Linked DNA regions of Sus scrofa: region 2 is linked to region 1. The links are chromatin contacts, called in public Hi-C maps. All regions are on one chromosome and are shown on one strand. The core of a region is the stretch at or near the end of the contact, and the rest is flanking DNA. Distances in the headings are between cores, read along the strand shown. Region 1 overlaps PLCB1 (1-phosphatidylinositol 4,5-bisphosphate phosphodiesterase beta-1). Region 2 overlaps PLCB1 (1-phosphatidylinositol 4,5-bisphosphate phosphodiesterase beta-1).

Region 1 (6,344 bases), core at 3,375-5,874:
GCTGGAAAACAAAGGCTGGAAAATCATTTTAATGGTGGCCAATATTCTTCTGGCAAAAAAGGCTCAAACATTTGAGAAACCCTTAGCTAATATTGATATGGGTGATGATAAACAAGGATATATTATTTTTATTGTTCTGTTTTCATTCTTCAAATCCTTTGGACTTATTCACATTTTTATTGTCTAAGAAAACTGCTTAACAGTTATATCTGGAACCCTGAAAGGAGAAGAGAAACTCAGAGCAATGGGGTCCCCAGAGATTCCTTATGTTTCCTGGACTTTCTGCAGGAATTGACTGTGATACCTAATTCCATCTCACACCTTTTAACTAGTAAAATACATCTCTTTGGGCCTTACTCGTGTTTCTGTATGTCTGGAAAGTTTGTATATCATAGCTAGCACACAGCTAAGAAATAATTCAGCCTCACTAACATCAGTAGAGGGTCTTGAAGCAGAACAAATTCAAGAGACTTTACTGCTGTCATTCAATAGAGTAGTCTTTTCTAAAAACATCATCTCAAGAAAGCTAGTTATGTCCCTGCAAAGATGTAGCTACATTTCTTGACAATTTCTAATTATTACAATTAAATGTAAATCATTGTTTCTGTTGATATTCCAGTTAAAGCAGCATCGCCATTTCTTCATTGACCTCAAGCGTGTTAGCGCTACAGAATTTGTGTGAAAACTGTACCCATGTGATTCTTTTAATAAAAAAAAAATATGTATTTAGAATGACATGGCTGTAGTTGAAATCTATGTGAAAGTATCAATTTCAAACTTATAGATGATAATAGGGTACTTACAGAAGAGCCTGATAATAAAGACCTTCAGCCAAAGACTTCCTGAATATGATATAAATTTCTGAAGGGTAGAGTGATATGCTGTAAGAGAGAATTGATTTGAATGCATTTTCCAGCCAAGGTTTTTGATACCTCGCAGTGTACTGGTTGCAAGAGAATCTGATCACAGAGTAAGAAATTTGATCAGTGTAATTCTAACTCATGTCAATAGGAAATAATAAATACTCTTTATTCTGGAGGTTTGCTGGGTGACTTAATACTTATCTAAATACAGATGGTTTTGCATGAACTTTGGGAACTGTATTTGCTTACTAATGTACCAGGCAGATATGAAACATGAGCAGTGATTGACCAGGAGAAACAATGTCTCTGAAATCATTCAAGCTTCCAGGAGAAGTTAAAAATTCCTATGAGGAGGTGGGGAAGGGGGAAGGTCAAGGGGTGGGAGCCTTCTCAAACTGTGTTTAGGAAGGCTGACCATTCCCCTTGGCTTGCTCAACTCTGAAGCTCTTTGTATTAGAAAATTTCCTTAAACCAGTTTAAATATCAATGCAGGAAAGTTAACTGAGCAGCAACAATAAGGCATCTTACCTGGACTTGTTATGTAATTAATATAAAGAAGCATTGTATTAAGATAAATGAATGTGGAAAAAAATATAAGAATCTGGCTTCAAGAAATATGTCCTGTTCTAGTTTGCTATTCATATAAATGAAAATAGGACAAGGCACACTGCATATAACTGAATATAGAATATTTGTAGAAACAAAATAACATTTAGTTTGTGTGTGTGTGTGTGTATGTGTCTATATACAGGATATAATTTAATGATTCATTCATCTTTTATTTTTATTTTGAGAGTTTTCTAAAAAATCTGCCTATATTTTAAGTAGTTAATTGTACCTCTATTTTTTAAGAATTTTCCTGATTTTTTTTTAAATTAAAGCCCAGTTCAATGAATAGCTACATTAAGAGTTTAGTGAAAGCCCCAAATCAAAGTTGTCTTCTTTTGCAGTTAATTCAGGTGGATCTATCTTTCTTGACATCAGTTATCAAGATTTACAATACTATCTATTCAGTTTTTCTTGGTTTTATTGATGAAATCCAGAACATGTAACTACTTCTGCCATGCTGTAGAAAAACCAGTAAAACAGCCAAACATAAAAACTAAGCATGCTGGGATAATACTATTAATTATGAAATAGCTACAGAGTCATCTTTGTTTACTTGAATATTAGTTTACCACAGAGAGACTCAGTAAAACCCAGTTTTCCAGACAGCAGAAAAAAAAACTGCATTTGACATTTTGATTTAAAAGTATATTGTGGGAGTTCCCGTCATGGCACAGTGGAAACGAATTCGACTAGGAAACATGAGGTCGTGGGTTCCATCCCTGGCCTTGCTCAGTGGGTTAAGGATCTGGCATTGCTGTGGCTGGGGCATACATAGGTCAGCAACTGTGGCTCCAATTGGACTCCTCGCCTGGGAATCTCTGTATGCTGCGGGTGTGGCCCTAAAAAGCAATAAATAAATAAATAAATGTGTGTTGTGGTGTTTAATGCAAATGGCAATTGACTATGGATCCTGGCCTTGCATTGTATTTTTCTTGAACATTATTGGCTGAAGTGGAAGTTCCACCATCTTGCTGGGCTGAGACCCCTGATTTTTACATGGTAATGAATGAGTATACCACTCATATTAATTTAAAAATCACTTTTACCAATGTGAGGAAGAAATTGGCAAGAAGGCATATTGACCATTAGCCAAACTGGAGACGGATATATGCTTATTTTTCTCTGTTGGCTGTTCCCTTTCTCCCAAAGTCCATTCTCCACCGTTGTCTTATCTGCTCCTTTTCCCAGCACCATGACTCTGGGTGACAGTTGGAGTTTGGCCAATGAGAGACAGTCAGGCTATTGGAGGGAAGTGAGGAGAGACATGAGGTGTTTATCTTCCATCCTCCCTCCTTCAGCACCACATTTGTTGCAGTGGCTGAATATCTCCTCAACTGCAGCTCCCAAAAGACAGCCCCTCTTTTACAGCTCCAGCTCTCATGACATAGAGTCAGTCTTTTCCCATCACATCCCTACCTCTGCTTCACCACATCTCTTCAGGACCAGGGGTAACAATAGCCCCCCAACAGTGGCTAATCCTCCATGCACTGGCTTCCCTTATTGGTTCACTTGACCTGCTTGTACCTCTGAGTTCTAAATCTTGATTAAAATCTCTTCACTTTGGAGTTCCTGTTGGGGCTCAGTGGTTAATGACTCTGATTAGCTTCCATGAGGACTCAGGTTCAATCCCTGGCCTTGCTCAGTGAGTTAACGATCCAGCGTTGCCATGAGCTGTGGTGTAGATCACAGACATGATCCTGCATTGCTGTGACTGTGGTGTCGCCAGCAGCTGTAGCTCCAATTGGACCCCTATCCTGGGAACCTCTATATGCCACAGGTACGGCCCTAAATAGACAAAAACAAAAACAAAAAAACTTTTCACTTAATATTTATTTTTATTAAATTTTGGAGGAGGTGGAAGTTGGAATCTTGACTGATGTGGGATTTGTTTTTATTTTATTGCAGTATAGTTGATTTACAATGTTGTGTTAGTTTTTCTGTATGGCAAAGTGATTCAGTCATGTGTGTGTGTGTGTGTGTGTGTGGGTGTGTGTGTGTGTGTGTATATGTATATATAGCCTTACATGTATGTAAAGTATACATATATTCTTTTTCATGTTCTTTTCCTTTATGATTTATCACAGGATATTGAATACAGTTCCCTGTGCTATACAGTAGGTCGTCATTGTTTATCCATTTTATATATGTCTACATCTGTTAATCCATTAATCCCAAACTCCCAATCACACCTCCCCCACTACCCTCCCTCTTGGCAACCACAAATCTGTTCTCTATGTCTATGAGTCTGTTTCTGTTTCAAAGATAAGTCCATTTGTTGACTGATGTGGGATTTAAAAATTTTTTTTATTAAAGTATAGTTGATTTACAATTTTCTGTCAATTTCTGGTGTATGATGTGGGATTTTTTTCCCCTTTATTTTTAGGGCCACTTCCGCAGCATATGGAGATTCCCAGGCTAGGGGTCTAACCAGAGCTACAGCTGCCGGCCTACATCAGAGCCACAGCAACTCCAGATACCAGCCGCATCTGCGACCTACACCACAGCTCAGGGCAACGCCAGATCATTAACCCACTGAACAAGACCAGGGATTGACTTCATGGTTCCTAGTAAGATTCATTTCTGCTGCACCACAACAGGAACTCCTGATGTGGGATTTTTAAGTCCCTAGTATGGGAACACTTAGGAAAGAACGAGATGAGAATTAGCGGTCTGCACATGAATAGGTTATTTAGTCAAGCAAATGAGTATCTCATTGTATAGTCAAACCCAATGAATGGGTATTTTTGATGGATTGTATCTCAGTGTTATATCCTTCCTCTTCTTCTGGTCAGTTATTTTTATTATGAAATCCTGTGAAGCCATCATGGAAGATGTAGTTTTCAAATGTTATTTGAAGCACAATTTGGAGATATAGTTGATTCATTGCATCATAGCATGAAGGTTCAAAGGGCTCTCAATGATCTGGAATCCTGGATACATAAAATTGGGGTTTTATTGAAATTGCACACACATTACAGTATGCATGCATGAATGTCCACACACTGAATGATTTGCTTTGATCCAAATGCAGTGTGAGGTAACATTGTGATTTGGCCATTTAGAAATATTTGTCACATTCTAGACATCATTAAAAGAAGTCAAAAGCCAACTGTGCTCTGGATCAATCAGACCGCAGCTGAAGACATGCTTTCACTTTTGGGCATTACCCTGAACAGGTCAACAAACAGGAGAGCTGTGTAGTAAATGGTTCCAAGCCCAGGGTTTTGAGTGCTAGGTTTTAGTGACCGGTTTTTACTCCGAGATCCTTCACTTACTAGCTGTGAAATTTGGGAGAGCTACATACCTGAGGTTCCTCATCTCTGAGGTGGGGATCCTAAGACATTTGGAGTATTCATTGAGAAAATGTTCATAAAGCAGTGCCCACCATTTCAAATACTCCACAAGTAATGCCTAGAATACCACCCATAATCACTAGGGTATGACTGGTCTGGAAACCAAGTTACATGAATCACGGTCCAGAAAACTGGGGAGCATTTTGTTTGTGGTAGAAAAGATGTGCTAAGGGATGGGGTCAGCTTCTTGAGAAGTGTGAAAGATGGTTCAGTAGGAAAGAGAATTACCCTAGGGGATCAGAAGGAGACACTCAGTAGAAATTACAGGGAAATATAATTTTGCCCAATAGCAGGACTTTTCTAGTTTCTAGATGTCCGACAAGGAAACAAGCTAATGAGAAAGTCTTAGAGTCATTTTTCAAGAAAACTGGATAATTAGTATGTGAACTTAGACTTTAGCAGGAAATCCTGCAATAAGGGCTGGAGGAGGGGAGGGGCAGGACAGAGAGAAAAGGTGACAAAAATGACCTTTAATTTCCTTTGGGGACTTTATGATTTCCGACACTGTGTATGTTGGACAGAACATCAGGAAAATGGCTCCAGCCTTTGTTTATGTTCATGTTGCCTTCTTTCAAATCAGCCCTTTGGCAGTAGCCCTGAGACATGCTGTCCCAACTAAACTTGACAATCCCACCTGTATTTTCCCATGGAGACGATTTTGCCTGCCAGATTTTGCCTTTGGGTGACACACAATGGCTTCTGTGTCACCAGCTTTGCAAACTTCTTCAAGAAACTGCTTTTAGGGCTAGGAGCTTATGAACTTGGACCACATCCCTTTGAAAAGGGATTTCTTTTCTTGACCAGCATGAAAAATGTCTTGAGCGGGGCAAGAAACCTCACAGGGTTTGTGTTTTTCTGTTGGCCCTGCCAGGTATTTTTACCTTAATTGGGTAGGCTCTGGAAACCTTCAGCATTCATCAGTCTTGTGTCTATTTCTGTTTAAACCACCAGTAGTTGATAATTACAGTTTTTCAAAGGTACTCGGGCCATTCTATGTTTTTGGTAGGAGCAAAGCCTTTGTGTGGAAACGTGGCTGAAACACTTCTAAGTAAGTCTGTGGATGTTTATGTTTACATTTAGAAGGCAGTGGAAGAAGCCTGAGCTGGCAGAGTAATTGCTGTGTTAGGCACCCCTGAAGACAAATGTGAAAACCCTTCTTATAAAAACCTGTTTCCACATCAGGATTCCTACTGAGATGGAAATAGCAATGTCTACCATTTCTGAGCAAATCTGGAGAAAATGTCCACATAATATCTCAAGGGTAATTCATTTTTGAAAAAGAAGTGTTCTTTCTACTGACTCCTTCTTTTTGGAGGAGCATTTTGAATTTTTCAAACTGTGCTTTCCTGTCCTGTCTGGATTTTAGTTGTTTGTGTAGAGTAGTGATGGCAACAAAGTGAAGAAATGGGTCTCACTCGAATCAGTTTCAGTTGTTTAAGGTCAACAGGTGGCTTCTAGTTATGAAAGGAAATTGCATTTGCTGAGAGGCATGGCTAAGGGGATTTGATGGGATGAACTT
Region 2 (6,188 bases), core at 1,779-4,278, 190 kb after region 1:
ATTGGGTTAAGTAAAGTATATTCTTAAATTATTTCCACCTGCTTATTTCTACTTTTTATAAAGTGGCTACTGCATTTTTTTTTTTTTTTTTTGGCATGCCCTTGGCATGAGGAAGTTCCTAGGCCAGGGATCAAACCCATGCACAGCAGCGACATAATCGCTGGATCCTTAACATGCTGAGCCATGAGGGAACTCTCTGGAAATTTTAAATTGTATGTGCGGCTCACATTATATTTCTATTGGACCAGATATAATGGAAGTCTTAGCTTTCAAACTAAAAGGTCAGGCGCAGTTAAATCTCACCAGCTCTTCATAATGTCTTACTGTACCTATTTCTGGTGTAGAATCAGCCCACGGTAAACACAAAATGGTACATTGCCCCCAATTATAAATGCTTTCACCAATGCATAAGGTTGCCATGGAGCTGGAAAAGTCTGAAGTTTGACCCATAGCCTGGAAAATGCCATACCAGATACATATTTTAAAAATCAGTGCCAGTAGTTATTAGCCATAAATAACCTATTTGAGAAATTTTGTTTTAAAGCTGTTAAAAAGTTATTGCAGGGAGTTCCGTCGTGGTGCAGCAGTTAACGAATCCGACTAGAAACCATGAGGTTGCGGAATCGATCCCTGGCTTTGCTCAGTGGGTTAAGGATCCAGTGTTGCCTTGAGCTGTGGTGTAGGTTGCAGACGTGGCTCGGACCCCGCGTTGCTGTGGCTGTGGTGTAGGCCGGTGGCTACAGCTCCGATTCGACCCCTAGCCTGGGAACCTCCATTTGCCATGGGAGTGGCCCTAGAAAAGGCAAAAAGACCAAAAAAAAAAAAAAAAAAAAGTTATTGCAAAACTTTTCTGTGTGTACCTCAAGTTTGCTTCACTTTCTGCTCTTCAGTGCTGTCTTCCCCAAGCCCTCCACCAATAGTCTATAGAGTCCAAGGTTTCAATATTTGACTGGACTGTGACAGTTTCCTAACTGAGTTCCCACTGTTTTGTTTCTCACCCTCAGTTCCACCCTGCACTTGGCTGCCAGATAACCTCCTTAACATACCGTCTAGCCCTGGCTCTCCTTACCTCTTACCCTAAAAGAAAAGCCTTCAGTGATACTAGATTTTTTGCTAAACTCTCTCCAGAAAACTGAACAAGACATTAAATGCTCTCCTTACTCTCACCTCAACTCTCCTATTTTGTGGTAACTTCCCGTCTTTCTTCCAATTCCCTTTAGCCCATGCCCCATTCCCACTGAATCCTGACACTAAGACATACCCCATGGAATAGTGGGAATCTTTTTATAGCATATACAATGCTGTCATCTCAGATTTTCTTTCCTGAAGTACAGGTACTTCAAGGGATAATTTAAACTGCTTGATCGCAATCATTTGTGCAAAATTGATTTTCATTTAATATTTATGTTGTCCTGCTTAATTTTATATAACCTCAGAATGAAAAAGGCTTCAAGGAAAATTAAAGGTTTTTAATTTGAGGAGTTACATATGTACACTTGAATTGATAATAGTGTCTTTCATTGATAACTTAATTTGTGTGACAGTTTTTACTGTGCTTATTTTTTAAATAAACTCAATATTTTAAAGTAAAAAACAAAAACCAACCAGGAGCTCCCACTGAGGTGGCTCAGGTCACTGAAGGTGCAGGTTCAATCCCCACTGGGCACAGTGGGTTAAAGGATCTGACATTGCTGTTATCTTCAGCTCAGATTTAATATGCCGGCCATAAAAACAAACAAAAACAACCCAAAAAAAGCACTGCCTAGAGCACCCTCTTTCCTCTCCCAACACTCTATACCCCAAATTCTACCTCAAATATTACTGTATTACACAACAGCATATTATCAATGCCTTAAATCAGGAGGCAAAACACAAAAGACCAACACAACTACAGTAGAAATAACAAAACAAGGTGGAAAAGCTGTTAAACTAAAAAAAAAAAAAAAAAAAAAAAAAAAGAAAAAACATGATTTCATTGAGGAGAGAGCCAAGTCAACTACATCAAATGATTACATTATTTAGTCCTTATGTCATCTTCTATTAGAAGTTTTTTGTTTTGTTTTGCTTTGTTTGCTCTGGCCCAGAATGTTAATTGTGCATTTAACATTATCACCCAGAATGGAACTTCAAAATTTTTTTGTAGATTTACTCTTTTCCATTTTCCTGGAAGCCAAGAGATATCAGTGGTGAATGGTGTGAGGTAGGGATTGAGATTAGGACAGTAGTAAGGGATTTATCGAGCTGGTGTAGAATATGACATTGCACTGGATATTGTATGGCATTGTGACTGCAACCAGTTTAGAGAACTACTAGAACTGCAATTAACATTTAAAGATCAGATTGCTGGGTATAGCTACTTTGGCTTGACTGGTGAAATAGGAAGACCCTATTTGCAGGTGTGATGAAAATATATTTGGCTATATTTTAAACTCTTTATCTGTTTATATTCCAGGAAAATAGTTAGACATGCTTGGATATTAGAGGCAACACACCAGTTATTTATCTGTAGGTATTTTTTAAAGTAGATAGAATTTTGTTTATGGATAAAGAACATTTCCTTAGGAAAGGAGTAGTCACTCAGGATTTGAATTTAACTATATCATTTTCACAGAAAAAATAAAAAACTTAGGTGTACAAATTGAGCTAATTTGTCTTCCTAGTAGCCTGGCTAAAAACATGTGTCTAATGACTGTACAGTATTTAAGCTAGCACGAGTGCGATTTACATTTTTCAGGAATGGACAAATGAGGTTTTCAGTTTGGCAACAAACCTGCTGGCCCAGAACATGTCCAGGGACGCATTTCTGGAAAAAGCGTAAGTAGCTCTAATTTTATTGCTAAGGGTGTTACTTCATCTGAGTCAGTTTCCTTTCTCCTTTGTGAGTCTTTTGTTTATGCTCCACTGGCTTCTCACATTGATAAACATAAATTTCCCTGTGGGACTTGTTAGAGAACTGATATGTCCACTGTTTGGAATTGGAAGACTTCCAGGAAAGCTGGCTCTGTCCTCAGAATGGCATATCCGCGTTACACTGTGCTCCGCTGAATGTCAATGCCTTTGACACACAGTAAGGAGATACTTCCAAATCCTGGCAGCTGTACTCAGAACCAAAAATTATTCATTTCAGAGCATCTTTGGTCCTACATCTGCCTGTGTTGTATCAATTATTAATCTGAGGAAGAGAATGAACAACATATGGGACTCAATTCTGAGTCTGAGAAATTGTGATAGATGCTACTTAAATCAATAGGCTGATGTCCTGATTCCTGCCATGATAGACCACTGCAGCAAGGGTTAGTAAGAAAAGAGAAAAAGGATGTAGAGGAAAGAGCAGAATGAAAAAGAAAAGGAAAGAGAGCAAAACAGGATTACTCAATAGCTCTGGAATTACACAGTCTCTTCTGAAATTTATTTGACCAAGGAAAATAATGATCTCTGCCAGATGAGCAGCCAGGAAAGCTAGTTGTTTTCACTTTGGAAACTGTGGATGTCCAGGAGGCTGGGAAGCCTTGAAATCAAAACCACAAGCAGAAACATTACTAGGTGGTCCTTTATTTTATTTAACGACTTGCTCTCTTCGCTCTTCTTCTGTAAGACATCCCATCCCCATAGTTCCAGACTGAAGACTCCAGCCCACATTTCCTCACACCCGTCAGTGAGTTCCTTTACTGTGTCTTCACTCAAATACTCTTTCATGTGATCATCTCATCACTTTACTTTGTCACCTCAAGGACCCTTCCTATATCCTTTTCCCTCTTCCCCTTCCTTTATTACTCTTTTTTCATTTTCTTTGATCTTACCATTCTTCCTCTAACAGACATTTCTAGAACATCTGTTGTGCCACATAATGTTAATGAAAGGTGAGAAGAGGTAAATAAGATGTTTTACCTGAAACATTGCATAACTTGCAAAACATCTAGTTGGCTCATCCTATTTACTGCAAATGTCCATTTCCAATAGCTATGTCCCTGTGAATAGCTTCTATGTACATTCTAGACCATGCTTTTCAGTGAACACATTATAGGCATTTCTGTTGCACCTACACCTAGGTATGGGATTGCTGTGTCATAGTGAGAGCAGTTGGTAGTCCCAGTTTGCACACCCATCAACAGAGTTTGTAAGTTCTACGACTCCTTCTCTCTAGCCACATGTCCAGAAGCAGCTGAAGAGAAAAATGGAGTTGTATATTGACACAATGGAATACTATACAGTAATGAGAGGGAAAGATCTACAATGAAAAGCAAAAATATGGATGGATCTTTAAAACACAATATTGAGTGAAAGAAGCCAGACACAGAGTTCCCATTGTGGCTCATTGGGTTAAGGACCTGATGTAGTCTCCATGAGGATGCAAGTTCAATCCTGGCCTTGCTCAGTGGGTTAAGGATCTGGCGTTGCCACAAGCAGCAGTGTCGGTCACTTGGCTGGGGTATTGCCATAGCTGTGGCATAGGCCTCAGCTGCAGCTTCAATTCAACCCCTAGTTTAGGAACTTCCATATGCCACAGTTGTGACGATTAAAAAAAAAAAAAAAGAAGGAGAAGCCAGACACAAAAGAATGTGATTCAATTACATAAAGTACAAAAATAATCTGAGCTGTTCAAAGTCAGGATAATGGTTCCCATTTGGGGACAGGTTCTGGAAGTGGGCAAGAGAGGGGCTTCTTCTTGATTTGAATGCTGATTGCAGAAACTTGGGCAATTTGTGAAAATTCAGCAAAGAGTCCATATGCACGAGCCCTTTTCTGTGCATTTTGTTCTTCAATAAAAAGCTTTTTAGAAGTTAAACACTTGTTTCTGTTTCTCCAACAGCTATACTAAACTTAAGCTGCAAGTCACTCCAGAAGGACGCATTCCTCTCAAAAAGTAAGCTGCGTGAGCATTTCACATTATTCTCTTTTATTTTCCCCCTCAAAGATTTGAATCTGTGCCATGGCTCTGTTTTATTTCTCCACCGGCCCAAGTGGGAGCATGGGAATACATGGTAACCCCACCCACACACTACTTACGCACCTCAGGGTAGCTGGTTTTCTCATAGAGATTTCCTGGGCCTCCCCCCTTTCCTGTGGCATCACTTTCAAAACACACCAAAGCAGGAAGGGGTTGGAGGGGGTGGAACTTTACTGCTAAACCCAAAAGACCATCTGAGACCCAGGTCTATTCTAGGAATGGAAACTGAGTGACCTTGGTGCCTCTTTCTACCACAATGACATTAGCCTCAAAGCAGGGGTTGCAAATTCAAATGTCAACAGAAGCCAGGCAGGGAACATACATGATGAAGCAGCCCAGGAGCAGGAAAGAAAACTGAAGCATGAAATCCCATCAAAAGGAGAAAAGGACAACTCAGCTCCACCATGTTCCCTGTGGGACTGGTGGGCTCCAGACACTAGATTTCCTAATGTTTCAATAGAACTCATAAATCCAAATTATTATAGTACATTGTCCAGTACTTAAATTATATATATATATATATATATATATAAAATGTGTATGTGTGTGTGTGTGTGTTTTTTAATTTTATTGGAGTATAGTTGACTTACAATGTTGTTAGTTTCAGGGGTACAGCAAAATGAATGGGTTGTACGTTTACACATATCTATTCCTTCTCAGATTGCTTGCCCACACAGGTTATTATAGAATATTGAATAGATTTTCCCATGCTATACAGTAGGTCCTTGTTAGTTATCTACTTTATATATAGTAGTGTGTATATGTTAATCCCAAACTCCTAATTTATCCCTCCCTCCCATGTTTCCCTTTTGATAACCATAAATTTGTTTTTCAAATCTGTGAGTCTGTTTCTGTTTTGAAATTAGTTCCTTTGTATCATTTTTTTAGATTCCACATTTAAGTAATATAGTATGACATTTGACTTTCTCGCTCTGATTTATTTCACTTAGTATGATAGTCTCTAAGTCCATCCACGTTGCTTTTAATACTAAACTACTAACCAAAGAAAGCACATCTCTAGACCGTATTCAGCCAAAAGCCTTTAACCTTTAACTTACTAGCTACCAATGGTCTTCTGCTCCTAAAAATATTAAATTAGTAGTAATAATTAATACTATTAATATATTATTATTAATAATATTAACAGTATACACCTTTAGAGCAGTGGGTAGCAGAAAGGAGAGATTGTTGTCAAGGATATTTATTTTAGTGCTTAATCCTAGAGGTTATTTAATGTTTT

Evidence for each region. Hi-C and Micro-C count contacts between places; a contact is called where the count stands out from the background.
Region 2: a Hi-C map of liver shows a contact between it and region 1, with 4 times the contacts expected there. The contact joins two enhancer-like sites. A contact is called at or near these places in 2 of 47 Hi-C or Micro-C datasets (embryonic fibroblasts and liver) and 1 of 2 datasets of contacts at active chromatin or transcription factors (skeletal muscle).

Annotation. Positions count from the first base shown.
Region 1 is chr17:17,324,332-17,330,675 of Sscrofa11.1, forward strand. The region is part of intron 3 of PLCB1 (1-phosphatidylinositol 4,5-bisphosphate phosphodiesterase beta-1); the gene reads left to right. Among named protein-coding and RNA genes, the nearest start is that of PLCB1, 320 kb to the left of the region's middle. Within about 2 kb of position 4,625, at least 1 of the 83 cell types and tissues checked has an H3K27ac peak or open chromatin away from gene starts, as enhancers often do. A contact at or near this core is called in liver, where this site is marked.
Region 2 is chr17:17,511,838-17,518,025 of Sscrofa11.1, forward strand. It overlaps PLCB1 (1-phosphatidylinositol 4,5-bisphosphate phosphodiesterase beta-1), which reads left to right. Exons shown (of 33, transcript XM_021077401.1): 5 at 2,735-2,814; 6 at 4,811-4,864. Among named protein-coding and RNA genes, the nearest start is that of PLCB4, 400 kb to the right of the region's middle. Within about 2 kb of position 3,029, at least 24 of the 83 cell types and tissues checked have an H3K27ac peak or open chromatin away from gene starts, as enhancers often do. A contact at or near this core is called in liver, where this site is marked.